2 separate regions of the Mus musculus genome follow, and region 1 is linked to region 2. A link is a contact called in public Hi-C data. All regions are on one chromosome and are shown on one strand. The core of a region is the stretch at or near the end of the contact, and the rest is flanking DNA. Distances in the headings are between cores, read along the strand shown. Region 1 has its middle 16 kb from the start of Begain. Region 2 overlaps Evl (Ena-vasodilator stimulated phosphoprotein).

Region 1 (6,859 bases), core at 1,121-3,620, 440 kb before region 2:
GCGAGGGGTAAGGATCTAGTTCCACTCTTCTGCACGTAGCTAGCCAGTTTCCCCGGCATCGCTTATTGAAGATTCTGTCGATCCTCCAGGGCAGCACCATTCCCAGGCACATGATCCTGGACTCTGTAAGAAAGCTAGCTGAGCATAAAGCCTGCCTGCCATCCAGCGAGCGTCCTTCTCCATGGGTCCTGATGTGGCCCTTTGGTCGTAAAGTGAGTTTCTTGGTCAGAGATGGTACCATGTGCGGTAGCAGGCAGGCCTGCCTCCGTTCTCCTGTTGGAGTTCTCGCCGAGGCTTTCCCTCACTCAGTTCTGGACTGTAAAACCGTAAACTGCAAGCTGGAGTAAAGCCTTCCCTCCCCTAAACTGCTTTTGATTATTTTGTTACAACAAAGCAGTTGGCCACAAGCACTTGAGAGTAAGAACTCAATGTTGTCAACACCACATACTTGGGCCACAAGACACAAAGAAACCAAGTTAGTCCTGATCCGGCTAGCTCTTCCAGTGCCGTGAAGAGCTTTGCAGGCTGCTGGGGAGGAAAGCGAGACATAGTCTCACCCAGCTGTGAACCCATTGAGCTACAATAATGACCACCTAGACGGATTTAAAGGGCCACAGAATGAAACTCATACCTGGTACCGTAAACTGGCCATGAATCCATGTCTTGGGATGCCATAGAACATACTCTTACTGTTTTGATAAATGGACATAAAATTAAACTGCCTGCTAAATAATTATCTTTTTGCCCATAAGATATTCCTGTTCACAGCATCCATCAGGGAAGCTTCTGCTTGCAGTAGATGGTGATTAATACAGGGCCTCACGAGTGGTCACGGTGAAGACAATTAGAGAGTGTGGAGTGCTCAGCTCTAAGTGGGACATCTGTGCCATACCCCTCTCCCTAACGCTGGGAGGGAAGAGAGAGTGAGAAGGTTGAGAGTGAGAGCCTGAGGTCAGGGAGGGCCAGAGATCAGCAGTGTCCTCTGGAATAGTATACTCATGAACTCACAGCAGCTATGGCGGCCTGCACAAGACCTGCATAAGTTCAAACCAGTCAACATTCTGGAGTAGATGGGAGAGAGGCTCATAAGCCAACCCCAAGCTGGAGCAATTGACAGCTGAAGCTCCTGAGGTGGGAAATAGAGTTTGTTTACTTTAAGGGTGTGGCCTTAGTGGGTTGCCCATACTCCAGTGCATGGCCTCATAGCCATGCACATGTAGGGGGGCACTATTTGAAGGCAGAGGGCTATAGAAGTCATGAAGTTTGGAGAGGGATGTGGAGTGGTAGCTGGGAGGGGCTAAACAGGACAGTGGGAAGTACATATGGTCAAAATAGATTACATACGAGTGTAAAACTCATAAAAGAATAAACAAAAAAATTTTTAAAGAAATATCCCCATTTTTTTCCAGGGCATGTTATATCTGCCCGAGTGGGCAGGCCTTCAAGTTCCCAGCTCTTAGTTCAAGAGGCCTCTCACAGCCCTGCTCAGGAGTGCCTGGACATGACAGGGCCTGGGCATGGTGTGAAAGACATGCTTGCAGGCATCTGAGCACCCACAGATTGGCCATCTGCTCATCTGCCTGAGAACGGCAGCCTCCAAGAGGAGCATAAGGGCTGCCATGGCAAGGATGAGGTCTCATAGGACTGCGGGGCAGGCCAGGGACACGTCCTGAAATCAGAGCGGGGACACTCGGCGCTCTGCCAACAGGCAGCCCAGCGCCCGCTGTCTTCCTTTTCAGAAGGGTACAGGAACAAAGCCAGCACAGCTGTGTGCTGCCACCAAGCAAGGACAATGACTGGCATTCTGTCCTGATTGTTTCCACTCTCTCCCTTTCTAAATGTAAAATCCAGAAACATGCCTAATAATATTGAAGTCCTCTGTGTGCCCTGGGGTGGGGCAAAGGCAGCCAGCACTTCCTGCCATCCACCCACTCCTGCTCAGGGATTAAAAAGTGACCTTCTGGAGCGATGTGTACCCGGGACTTCTCAGGAGTTCACTTCCATCAGCTTTTGCAACTCTGGAAGATGAATACAAGAGACGAGCTGTCTCCACACTGCACAGAAAGAGCATCTGAGTGGCCATGTGTGGCCTGAAAGTCACTCTCACCCGGAGAAGGCCCAGGGTCCACACCAACCATGTGTGGGTTGTTTCAGGCTCTGGGTGTCTACACTCCACTCTGACGCTCCTTTCTCTGCTCTTCACAGGAGTGTGTGGCCCAGACAAAACTTGGCCCAGACTTTGCTCCCAAGATGTCATTTGCATATGCTAATGTATCTTCAGACGAAGGGGCGTTACTGGCTGCATCAGTCTCTGGTGAGTGCTAACATGATTTCACATCCCTATCTGGGCCCCTTGGGCAGCCTAGGGCCTGGCATCCCCTGAATTGAACCACAGCTGGCATGAACAAGGCACCTGCCACTGTCAGCTTGGTGGCCTTGTAGAAGACAATGCACCGAGCAATTGAAGTTCTTCTTATGAGAGGTGAGGGGAGTTTAGCAGTTTAAATAAGAAATGTCCTGGCAGTCTCCACCACTGGAACACTTGGGTCCCTAGTTGGTGGTGCTATCTGGGAAAGCTGAGGGGGTGTGACCTTGTTGGAGGAAGTACATCACTAGGGATGAGCTATAAGAGTGTAAGGCTGCCACCTACTCCTACTTTCTGCGCGTTGTGTTTGAGCATCCTTCAGCTTTCTTCTGCAGCCACCATGTAGTCCCCACCATTACAGACGTTAAGCCTCTGGAGCCATAAGCCAACATGAACTCTTTCATTTGTAAGTTCTCTTATTGATAGCCTTTTGTCACAGCAACAGAAACGTAACTAATACAGGAGTATGTCATGTGAACAGTCATTTAAGATCACTAGGGCTGTGGTTCTTAAGGGCAGACACCAGTGGTTGGCAGGCATATGGCGATGGCAGGAGTCAGTTACACCCTGCCTGGCACCACCCCCCATGCCACATTCTACACGTTGCCAGTACCACCCAAGCTCTCATAAGACCCAGACAGAGCTATTCTCAGAAAAGCATGACTTCAGCAAGGGGTCAAATAAGCCCCCTGGGCTCGCAGCTGAATGGGACCTGCTTATAAAGCACAGAAGTGGGCTGGAAAGGCTCCAGGTGTCTTGCAGTAATTTGGACTTAGTTTTTTTGTTTTGTTTTGTTTTGTTTTGTTTTGTTTCGTTTCGTTTCGTTTCGTTTTGTTTTGTTTTGTTTTGTTTTGTTTTAAGCCAAAACACATTTAAATTGGAATAGGAAAAAGTCCAGCTCCTAACAAGATCAAATTCCAGCTCCTGGCATCCAATCAAAGTCACCAACCATGCGAAGGAGGAAGTGATGGCCCCTCAGAAAAGGAACCATAAGCCCATGGGAAAGGTCTTGAAAGTGACCAGATGGCAGGAGGAGCCAGTGGGTAGTGAACAGGCAGATCCTGGGGAGACAGAGGTGACAATGGAGATGAGCAGAATTTAAAGGGTACAAATGGAGCTTGTAGGGAAGTTAAAACAAAAGAAGGTGTTTGGGCACCTGTGCAGTGATGGCTCACTGGGTAAAGGTGTGTCTCAGTCAGTGTTCTATTGCTGTGCAGACACACTGAGCACAGCAACCATCTCTGATAAAAGAAAGCACTTAACTGGGGCTAGCTTACAGTTTCAGAAGTTTAATCCATTATCATGATGGCGGGAAGCATCGTGGTGTACAGGCATCTACATCTAAATCACCTACACCTACATCTGCATCTACACCTACAGCAGGAAGAGAGAGAGAACCTTTGGGCCTTGAAATCTCAAAGCCCAACCCCAGAGACACTCTTCCCCCAACAAGGCCACACCTGCCCCAGTAAGGCCACACCTCCAAATCCTTGGTCACACCCTGGTGACCAAGCACTCAAATAAATCTGTGAGTCTGCAGGAGCCATTCTTATTCAAGCCAGACACCTCGAATTCAAATTCCACATTCTTCATGGTGGAAGGAGAGAATAAACTGTCCTCTGACCTTCCAAACTTGAGCTGGTACTGGTATGCACATGAGCACATGTACACACATGTGTGTATGCACGATAAATAAATGTAAAATAATTCAGAAGTGTACAAGACGGCAGTGGCTAATTGGGACTCACTGCAGGTTAAACATATGAAAGGATCTGGGCAGTGGTGGCGCTGCCTTTAACCCCAGCACTTGGGAGACAGAGGCAGGTGGATCTCTGAGTTTCAGGGCAGCCTGATCTACAGATCGAGTTCCAGGCCAGCCTGGGCTACACCGAGAGACTCTGTCTTGGTGGGGGGAGGGGGGGCGGGGAAGAGTGAAAGGAACGCTGAGCAAACAGGAGGGCATATCCATGAATCTGTCCACAAAGAGAGAAGAAAGTGATCCAGAATGGAGAAAGACTTGTTGTCCTATAAGACACATTGAGGGTCTAATGCACATGCAGCTGATTCTCGGCAGGGGGGGGGGGTGCGGGGGGGGAGGGAGGGAAGGAAGCTGGAGAAACAAAGCAGTTAGGGGTGGGGGAAGATGATGTCCAAAACTGTCCAAATCAGAAAGCTAGAGATCTGCAAACTCCAGTGAATACAGTATAGAAAGAGGAAGAAAGAAGGAAAGGAAGGAAGGAAGGAAGGAAGGAAGGAAGGAAGGAAGGAAGGAAGGAAGGAAGAGAGAGAGGGGGAGGGAAGGAAGGAAGGAAGGAAGGAAGAGGGAAAGGGAGGGAGGGAAGGAAGGAAGGAAGGAAGGAAGAGAGGGGGAGGGGGAGGGAAGGAAGGAAGGGAGAGAGGGGGAGGAGGAGGGAAGGAAGGGAGAGAGAGGGAGAGGGAGAGGGAGGGAGGGAAGGAAGGAAGGAAGGGAGGGAGGGAGGGAGGGAGCGAGTTATGTTTGGTGGCCCACACCTGTAATTTCAGTGGTCCAAACACCATGAGTTTCATGCAGGCAGGTCTGGGCTACAGAATGAGACAGTATCAAAAAATAAGAATAAGAATCAGATAAGGAGGAGAAAGAGAAAGAAAAAGGAAAGGAGGTGGAAAGGGAGAATGAGGAGCTAGGGAGAGGAGTCACACTGTAATTAAATTGCTGAAAACCTACAAAAGCAGAATAAAGTTATACAATCCATGCAAAGAACCCCTGCAGGACACGCTACCCAACGGCAGCCAAAGGTGCATCTCTCCTAAGAGAACACAACACGTTTGTCAGAATAAAGTCTGCTGGGGTAATCAAAGTCTCAGTAAAACTATAGAGGGCTTGCACCCTTCAAAACATGCTCTCCGATCACAGTGGTGACAGCCCTGAGCTGGTGATCCTGGGTTCTATAAGAGGGCAGTCTGAGCAAGCCCTGGGGAGCAAGCCAGTAAGCAGCATCCCCCCCCCCATGGCTTCTGCATCAGCTCCTGCCTCCAGGTTCCCACCCTGTTTGAGTTCCTGTCCTGACTTCCTTCAATGATGAGCAGCTATATGGAAGTGTAAGCCAAATGAACCCTTCCCTCCCCAATAGGCCTTTTGGTCCTCATGTTTCCTCACAGCAATAAAATCCAAACTAAGACACCTGGAAAGCACAAAACATCTGAGTGCTAAATCAAGCACTTCTTAGTAACCCACAAGTCACAAGGGAAAATCACAACAAATTAGAAAATTGTTTCTTGGGGCTAACGAAATGGCTCCGGCAATGTGGTGGTCTGAGTGAGGATGGATAGCACAGGCTTGTCTGTTTGAATGACTGGTCTGCAGTTAGTGGAACTGTTTGGGAAGCATGAGGAGATGTGGCCTTATTGAAGGAGGTATGCCACTGGGGGTGAGCTTTGGGGTTGTAAAAGTCCATGCCAGGTGCTCACTCTCTCTTTCACTCTTCCCTCCTTCTCCCTCTCCCTCTCCCTCTCCTCCTCCCCTTCCCCCTCTCTCTCTGTCTCTGACTGTGTATGTCTCTCTATGTCTCTCCCTCCTCCCTCTCTCTTTCTCCATCTATCTCTCTCTCTCTGACTCTGTGTGTCTCTGTCCTTCTCTCTGTCTTTCTCTGTCTCCCGTCTCTCTTCTCTCTCTCTCTCTCTCTCTCTCTCTCTCTCTCTCTCTCTCTTTCTCTCTCTCTCTCAGTAAGCTCTCAACTACTGCTCCAGCACCATGCCTGCCATGCTCTCCGCCATGATGGTCATGGCCTCACCCTCTGAAACTGTAAACAAACCCCCAAAACGTTTCCCTTTATAAGTTCGCTTGGCCTTGGCCTTGGCCTTGGCCATGGTGCCTCTTTACAGCTGTACAACAGTGACTAAGACAGGCAGTCAGGGTACCTGCCAGCAAACCTGAAAAACTGAGTTTGAGACCCAAAACCCACACAGCAAGAGAAAAACTAGTTCCTGAAGGTTGTCTTCTGACTTTCCACATGTGTGCTGTGCCTTGCACATACAAGCACAAACACTGGATGGACAAATAAACAAACAAACAAATGGAAGAAAAACAGCAACCTGAATGAAAAGAACAAGACAACACATCTTAACTGACAATCTAACCACAGATGGGCAGATCCAAGACAACTTGTTTCCTCAACAAAAATTACCAACATCATATGATCACCTATCAAAATGACTTTGATAAAATTCCAGATACAAATTTCAAAAGACTGATTATAAATATTATTTTAAAATCTAAAGGTGTGGTAGCACACATTTTGTTTTTGTTTTTGTTTTGGTTTTTGGTTTTTGGTTTTTGGTTTTTGGTTTTGGTTTTGGTTTTTTTTGTTTTGTTTTGTTTTTGTTTTTGTTTTTGTTTTTTTTTTTTTTTTGGGTTTTTCGAGACAGGGTTTCTCTGCAGCCCTGGCTGTCCTGGAACTCACTCTGTAGACCAGGCTGGCCTCAAATTCAGAAATTCTCCTGCTTCTGCCTCCCAAG
Region 2 (7,300 bases), core at 1,224-3,723:
TAAAGTAGAGCTTGGCAGAAGAAGCGTCCCACAACATTTGGGCCTTTAAAATGACTTCACTGTTACTCAGGTAATTATGAATATTATTGCTCAAGATGTGTTCTCCTTACATCCAGAGGTCTGATTCAAAGCTTAGGTAAAGGGCAACTGCCTACTCCTACTCACCCGACTAGTGCTAAGAGTAAAGCATGCTGCTTTGAACATCTGTCTGTCCTGAGGAATATGATCCAGGAAAAGAGGTTTTGCCTATAAAACAGCACTACAGTGACCAACGGAGACATACAATGAAGCCCATGGCCCCTGGAGGTGTGTTTCTGCATCTGGCCCTACTGCAAGGTTATGTGTGCTTCTGATACTTAATGGCTCCTAACAGGCACTGTTTTCATAAAGGCTATTTAGAGCTTATGTGTCCTGAGACTGAACACTTCTGGAGGTCAGAACTTGTCTGAACCACTCTATATTCACCCAACATACACCAGTGCCTTCAACTCCGAAATTAGTGAGTGATGGGGTGTGTGGTGAACTATGTCCCAAGTCAAGAAATTGGACCAGACTCCAAGGCAGTACATAAAGCCCCAACAACTTGTTTGCTTTCAACATATAGCACCAAAAGTGATTCCTAAAAGGAGCTGAGACCATCATTAAAGAAGCCCCCCCCCACACACACACAGCTGGGAGCAAGGCAGCCCCTCACTAGAGCCTACAAGGTAGCTCCAGGATGAAGGGGTGGCTCCTGCTCATCTACTGGATTTCAGAAAAGAAACCATGGGTAAAGCAAATGGTCTTTGCTGACTTCCATCTTCTTTGAGAAACTATCACATGCTAGTATGGTAGACCACTTGAGGGGCACTCAAAATCACTGATTTGAAGTCATCATTGCATTTCCTCCCACTTCCCACTGAAATGTACAGAGTTCATGGGGGAAAGGTCACCGCATGGGAGTCCATCTGGAGGCTTCTTCCAGCCTTCCTCACTGGCCTCATCACTCCCACGCTCCACCTGCTCTGTTCCCACCCTTCTCCTCTAGCTGCCTCCTCCAAGGTCTTGCCCTTTCTCATCCTCAAAGCTTGGCTCTTTTATGATGAAAAAGCATGCACATGTGCCAGAGAACATATATATGGACAAATGTTGAAGAAAGTCAGAAAGCCAACCCTAGCCCCAACTAGCTTACCATTCTACCAACGTAGTGTCAGGACAGACCCAAATCAATGATGGGTTACTAATGGGCTGTGACAAGGATTGCTTAAACCTTAAAGCTAAACCTGCCCCTCAAACCTAAACTTAAGGATAGTTCCTGAAGGACAAACATGAGGGTCACTAGACCTCTTTACTTGTTCCTTTCCTAATGTGGGCAAAATCAACAAATCTCTTTGTTTTTCCACTACTATCTCTAACTGATATACTCAGGTGAATCTAGCTTATCAGAGGACCCAACTCTAAGGTCTCTAGAACCAGGGTAAGAAGGGGTCCATTTAATGCTGCCCAAGGGATCACAGAGGCTGCTGTGAGGGAGAAGCAAAGCCTTTCAAGAAGAGAGAATGAGCCAACCACGAAGGGAAGAGGGGCAGTGCTGGGCACACACAGCCCCTTCCACTAGGGTACACGGCTTTCCAACCTTCCTACAGGGGAATGAGGAAGTCTGCACTATATTACCATGTCACAGCTCAGCAACTGAGAACCACCTGGAGTCAGAGTAACTGACTGGCTCCATACTGTAGTAGCTTGTTTTCCAGGAGGGCAGATAGGCTTGCTGCAGGAGAATGCCTGCCCAAGTCTATGCTGATGTGTAGGAGTCCCTCCGCTCTACTACTGACCTCACTGTTGCCATGTGATATGCTTTTCTGCTCTCCTGAGCAAAGGGAAATTCCTCACCTCCAAGTTCTCCTTGTTGTTGAAGCTGCTCTTTAAACTGTCAAATCTACAGAGATACGCAGTACATGCAACTCTCCCTCTCATTTAGACTGTCCAAGGTTCTAAGTTTACATTTCTTTAAAACAGACATACTAGCTAGGATATAGCTCAAGGGCAAAGCACTTACCTATAATATATGAGGCCCTAGATTCGATTCCCAGCACAATAAAACAAATGTTCTAACATATAATTTAGGACACACACACCCACATTTTTTTTCTAATACAGAGTCCATACTTTTTTCCAAAAAAGTTTTTGGCAATTTTGGACCCAGGATCTACTCATAGCTCCTTAACATATGGCTGCTGGCTGTGCTGTTTGCTTACTCTAAACTAGGGTATTAGGCTATTTCTTTTTCACTGCTAATGAATTATGTTTGTGAAGAACTTGAGCCCAATCATGTAGGCTGCCCCTGTTCTTTTTTCTACGTGGTTAGAACGGTGGGCCTCCATCCCGAACCCAAGTGCACATAATGCTAAACTGCCTTCTGTTTGAAGCATGTCCTCACAAGAGACAGCAGGATCCTGGTCTTCTCTTGGTTGTTTTCATACTTCCTCATGTGCAACATGAATGGTTCCGCCACAGTGAGCGACTCTGTAGAAGCCCAAAGTAACAGAATCCTGGACTATGAACTAAATATATATTTTTTTCTAAGTTAATTACATCAAGTATTTTGTAGTAATGAAATGGTGAGCATTTAACAGTACTGGAAGTTAAAGTATGTTTTAAAACCAATGTCAAGTATTTCTGGAAAGTTCCACTGTGAACTTAGGAAGCAAGAGTAATAAAGTCTTGGTATCATCATAAATGCAGTTTTGACTCAGCCCGAGAAAGGTCAATCTCCTTGCCACATTTAGTAGTTCACTAACCTACAGAAATAAAAAAACAAGGAACTAGATAGCCACACAGTTCTGTGCAAACACAAAGTGCTACTGCCTGAGTAACCTTTATCACAAATAAAGGCTTTGGGCAACTCAGCCTACAATTTTATGTTAAACCCAAGCATCTTCTTTTCCATCCAGACTGCTGAAGGCTCACACTGGGAGGCCACAGGCAATCTAGATGTTTGCTTTTTTTATCTGAGGCTACTATCCTAAATGTGTACAGTGGTCTTCACTTCTCTCTGAAGACTTGAGGATTCTCAAAACAAAACAAAACAAAAACAAAAACAAAAAACAAAACCAACTGTTAAGGAAATCTTATATTCTTAGGCTCACAGTATTTCCTATAACATCTCAAAGCCACCAACTTATCCCATTGCTTGGAGAGCCATCCCATAGGCCATGTGGACGTCAGGCTACGCATGCCTCAGAAGCATTCAGAAAGTCCGATGTGCTCCAGGACAGCTGTGTTGTTAGATCTCTGGCTCTGAGGGTAGCCTTGGAATGAGAATGGCTCATTTCAGTTAACATTCCCAATCCTTAGCACACCCCTTTGGCTCAGTTCAACCAACATCTAAGTAACTGCACTGTCATTAGGCACAGGGACAGACAGAACTGAGCAACACACAAACATCTTGCTCTGAAGCAGGTCTAGGCTGGTGGGCAGTTCTTGCCATGGGGGTGCAAAACTTGCTAAGGAGGGCAGAGCTAGTGACAGTGTGGAAGGATGGATATTGTAAACACTGTAGTAGGTCTTGGTTCTTACAATTTGAGCTACAACTGAAAGGACACACATGGCACAAGAGACCTGGTTCTAATCCCAGCTGTAACAAGGACCTGAAGCTGTGACATGGAGCAAGCACCTTAAGAGCGCTGTCTTGTTTGGGGGAAAGCAAGTCGACAGCTCCCATGGCGACTACATGCGAGGCACGCAGCCCCGCCCGGCTGGGAGAGCGCTTGTCATTAGCACTGGCACAGGGTGGCTACTGGATGTCTCTTCCAGCGACTCAATTACCAGGGTAGCCACTGGGCTTGACCAGTTCTCCCACAGTTTCTACTTGGTCCCTGAGGAACATGATGTCCTGTTGTGAGTGACCAGGAGCTTCAGGCCATTAGACTACTGGGGACGAAAGATGGCAAACACTTCAGAAGCTCTCTTGGGCAAGGCATGGCTTCAGATCCTGGGGAATCACTCCCAGAAGAGTCACTATGAGGTCTTTGAGGCTTGCTTGGTCACAAGTTTCTGGGACAGATGACCTTGAATGAGATCCCAGAGCGCTCTCTAAGACTGAGGGTGCCTCAGAATGTGCAAGATTTCACACATCTTCACGCACAGAATATCTGTAGGCCCTTGAGAGCAATAGAGATGACTGGCTGCAGCCAGTATCAATTGCACAGGGCCACTATTTCTTCCCCACTTAGAGTAACCACAACATCTGACACCATAGGAAGCTCCATTGAGCAGCAGCAATGGTAGCCAAGCATCTCCAAGCACAGAGGATCAAAAAGAAATTGAACATAGAGATTAAACGTTTGAGTTCCCAGGCATGGTCTTAAGCTTTGGGAAAACACTAGGGAATTACAGGACCACATCCCTGCTGTCTTGGAACTGGTAATCCAGCTGGAGTGGAAAGGAAAGACAAATAGTCAACAAAACATGAATGAATTAGATAGTATGTCAGGAGAAAATGAGTGCTTGAGAGAAAAACCCTACATGGTAAAGAAGCTGAGTAACTAGGGAAGTGAACTGGCTCATACTGGAAGAAGAGATCATCAATTACTCATTCTCATTGTATCCCGTGGCTGCACTGTGATATTGGCTAATCAATTCCTGCTTGTCAGCTTGCGCAAGAAACATTTTGGGGGGTGTATGCTGTACAGGGTTCAAAGCCTACAGTTCCTCCTAGTTCTGTCTGTGTCAAGCCCTGTTCCCTAGGAACCACCACCCACCTACATCACACCAGACCCCACGCTTTCTTTCACCCACATGGGTGTACTAGGAAGTCCTTCAGGCTACCCCTCCCACATCCTTACTGTATCTGGCTACCTCTCTCCTCCTTGCCCCTGAACTCCACCACCAGTCTACTGCCTCTGATCTGGATGGCTGAAGCAGCTTCCAAAGAAGACTTTCTGCCTCCATTCTTGTCCTAGTGGCAACTATTACCCACAGTGGTCAGTGGGAATGTTCTTAGTGTGCTCAGGCTGCAGCTAGCTGTCTTTCCCTCCAAAGTTGCTCATAACTTGGAAAGTAAAATCAAACGGTTTGTGTACACTGACAGACTTCAGGAACTATGTCCTTGGCCCTCATTTTCTTCCATTTTCCCAGTCACATGACTTGGTCCTCTCTATTTTTTTCTGACTCTCCAGTGTACCAAACTGTTCCCACCTCAGGGCATTTGCTGTCTCTCTTTGCCACAATAGTTTTCAGTTCTAAATTTTATATCTGTCTCATGTAAGCATTGTGGTTTTAAAGAAAATGTTCCGAGGACTGATGATGGCCCAGCATTCTCTCCCCACCTCTCCAGCTGTTCTTTCTCTAGCTCTCCTTGGTAATTTCTCAACTGCTGCCTGCCCTTCCCCTAGAAGAACTGTCTCTCCAGCAGCTCCAGCAGCCCAGGCTGACTGACTGACCTCTGAGATAGCTCTTTGAAAGAAATCCTTCCTGTGCTTCAGAATTCTCTAAGAGGCCACTTCTCAGTGTGCCTATGTTATTTAGGGTTTGAGAGAGGATTTCACTAAATTGCTCAATCTGTGGACCAGGTTGGCCTCAAACTCCCAACAACCTTCTCACATCAGCCTTCCAAGTGCTGGGACTACGGGAGTGTGATTCCCCACATATTACCTGTGTCGACGGTCCTATACAGAGTGTGTCCCCATCCTGCTATAGCTCTTATTCCTCCCCTGTCCGAGGCTGGAGGTCAATTCTTCCTCCAGGACAGCACAGGGTTCACAGGCTCATACCCCAGGCTTGGATCTCACACACTCACTCACTGGTTGTGCTTCTGGCCAAGTCCTTTCACCTTCTCTTAGTTTATTTCTCACTGACACAGAAATGTATTTGTGAATAATGTTCACAAAGGAGTCCAGGAATACTGTCCCCTAGTCTGTGACCCTGGTGTGTGGACAACTTCTAGGTTCAGGCAACAGCAGATGTTTAAGAGGCACTTCCCCTAATTCCTTTAGAATCCCTTAGAAAGAATTCAATTGTCATGAATTCCTACAAGGACATGCACTGTGCCATAGGAGGAAGATAGTGGACACTACACACACTCAGGCAGCATGCCCCTCACTTAGACGAGGGCACCGTCCTCTCTCTAGAGGGACTGTCTACATGGGCAGAATCTTTGTATTTCTCTGGGTATGGGGGTGCTTGCTTTGCCTTCATGTGATGCTCCTGTATATGATCCATCTTTAGGCCATTTTCCTTTCACTCCGTCATCAACCTCTTTTAGAAGCTCAGTTGCTGAGGCTGCGGCTGGGGGAGCTCCATTCCCCATATTTGTTCTTGTCAGCACCGCTGTGAGGCAGTGTCCTGTGTTGTGATAAGGGTGCAGGAAAATTCAGCTCCTTGTCTCTGACGAGGTGCTAGAGAAAGGTTTCCTGGTTCAGAAGTGGCCTTGGTGACAGGAAGCCCTCTGTAGCCCTACCATGGTTGTCAGGGTAAATGGGGAGTCTAGATGCTATCGTGTCTTACATGGACAGTCACAGTGTCAGGGCATTAGCCTGTTTGTTCTGACAAGCACACATAACCTTGTTGAGGAAGGGACACACAATTCCCTGGCTTTCTTCTTACTTTGGCTACTAACTTACTGCAGACAAATCTTGTCCATCTCTAGTCTCCAGAGCTAGAATTGGGACTTCAAACCCTGTCACTCACAATGCTATGATACAAAGGGCTTCTTTTCAGCACGAATAAGGGGTGCATAAGGAACACAGTGACTCTGCTGAAGTGGAAAGTCAAAGGCCTAAAGTCCCGCTGCCCTGGGCCTACAGTCACTGTAGGAAGCTTCCCAGTTGCAACTTCTCCAATGTCTAAGGGTTGAGAGACCTTTAAGAAATCTTAGTGCCTCCTTCCCATTTCCTTCTGGTGCTATTTTCTACCCTAGTAAGCTTCCTCAGCTTTTACAATATAATGTACAACTGAAAATATCATACATCTGAACAGAAGCATTTTGGTTTTCACAGCTCCATGCACAAATCCCCTGAAGCTATAGAAAAACTAAACACACACAGACACAGACACAGACACACACACAGACACAGACACACACACAGACACACACACACACACACACACACACACACACACACACACACACACACACACACACACACACACACAGCAGGAATAAAATCACCAAAACTCCAGCACCAAATCAGTGTTCTCTGGCCTAGCTGGGCTGCAGTTGCTCAGCAGACTGAATAGGAGGGGCAGCCATGTTCCCTGGCTGCTTACGCTGTCTTCGCTTTCTCATTCATTCCAGTAAACTCACTGCAAAGTGTGTCTC

The links. Hi-C and Micro-C count contacts between places; a contact is called where the count stands out from the background.
Region 1: a contact with region 2 is called in a Hi-C map of B cells, with 1.9 times the contacts expected there. The contact joins two enhancer-like sites. A contact is called at or near these places in 2 of 39 promoter capture datasets (liver and pre-B cells), 1 of 484 Hi-C or Micro-C datasets (B cells) and 1 of 9 other capture datasets (adipose tissue).

What each region holds. Positions count from the first base shown.
Region 1 is chr12:109,080,667-109,087,525 of GRCm38.p6, reverse strand. No RefSeq gene overlaps it. Among named protein-coding and RNA genes, the nearest start is that of Begain, 16 kb to the right of the region's middle. Within about 2 kb of position 2,370, at least 47 of the 459 cell types and tissues checked have an H3K27ac peak or open chromatin away from gene starts, as enhancers often do. A contact at or near this core is called in B cells, where this site is marked.
Region 2 is chr12:108,636,699-108,643,998 of GRCm38.p6, reverse strand. All of the region lies in intron 1 of Evl (Ena-vasodilator stimulated phosphoprotein), which reads right to left. Among named protein-coding and RNA genes, the nearest start is that of Mir342, 18 kb to the left of the region's middle. Within about 2 kb of position 2,473, at least 22 of the 459 cell types and tissues checked have an H3K27ac peak or open chromatin away from gene starts, as enhancers often do. A contact at or near this core is called in B cells, where this site is marked.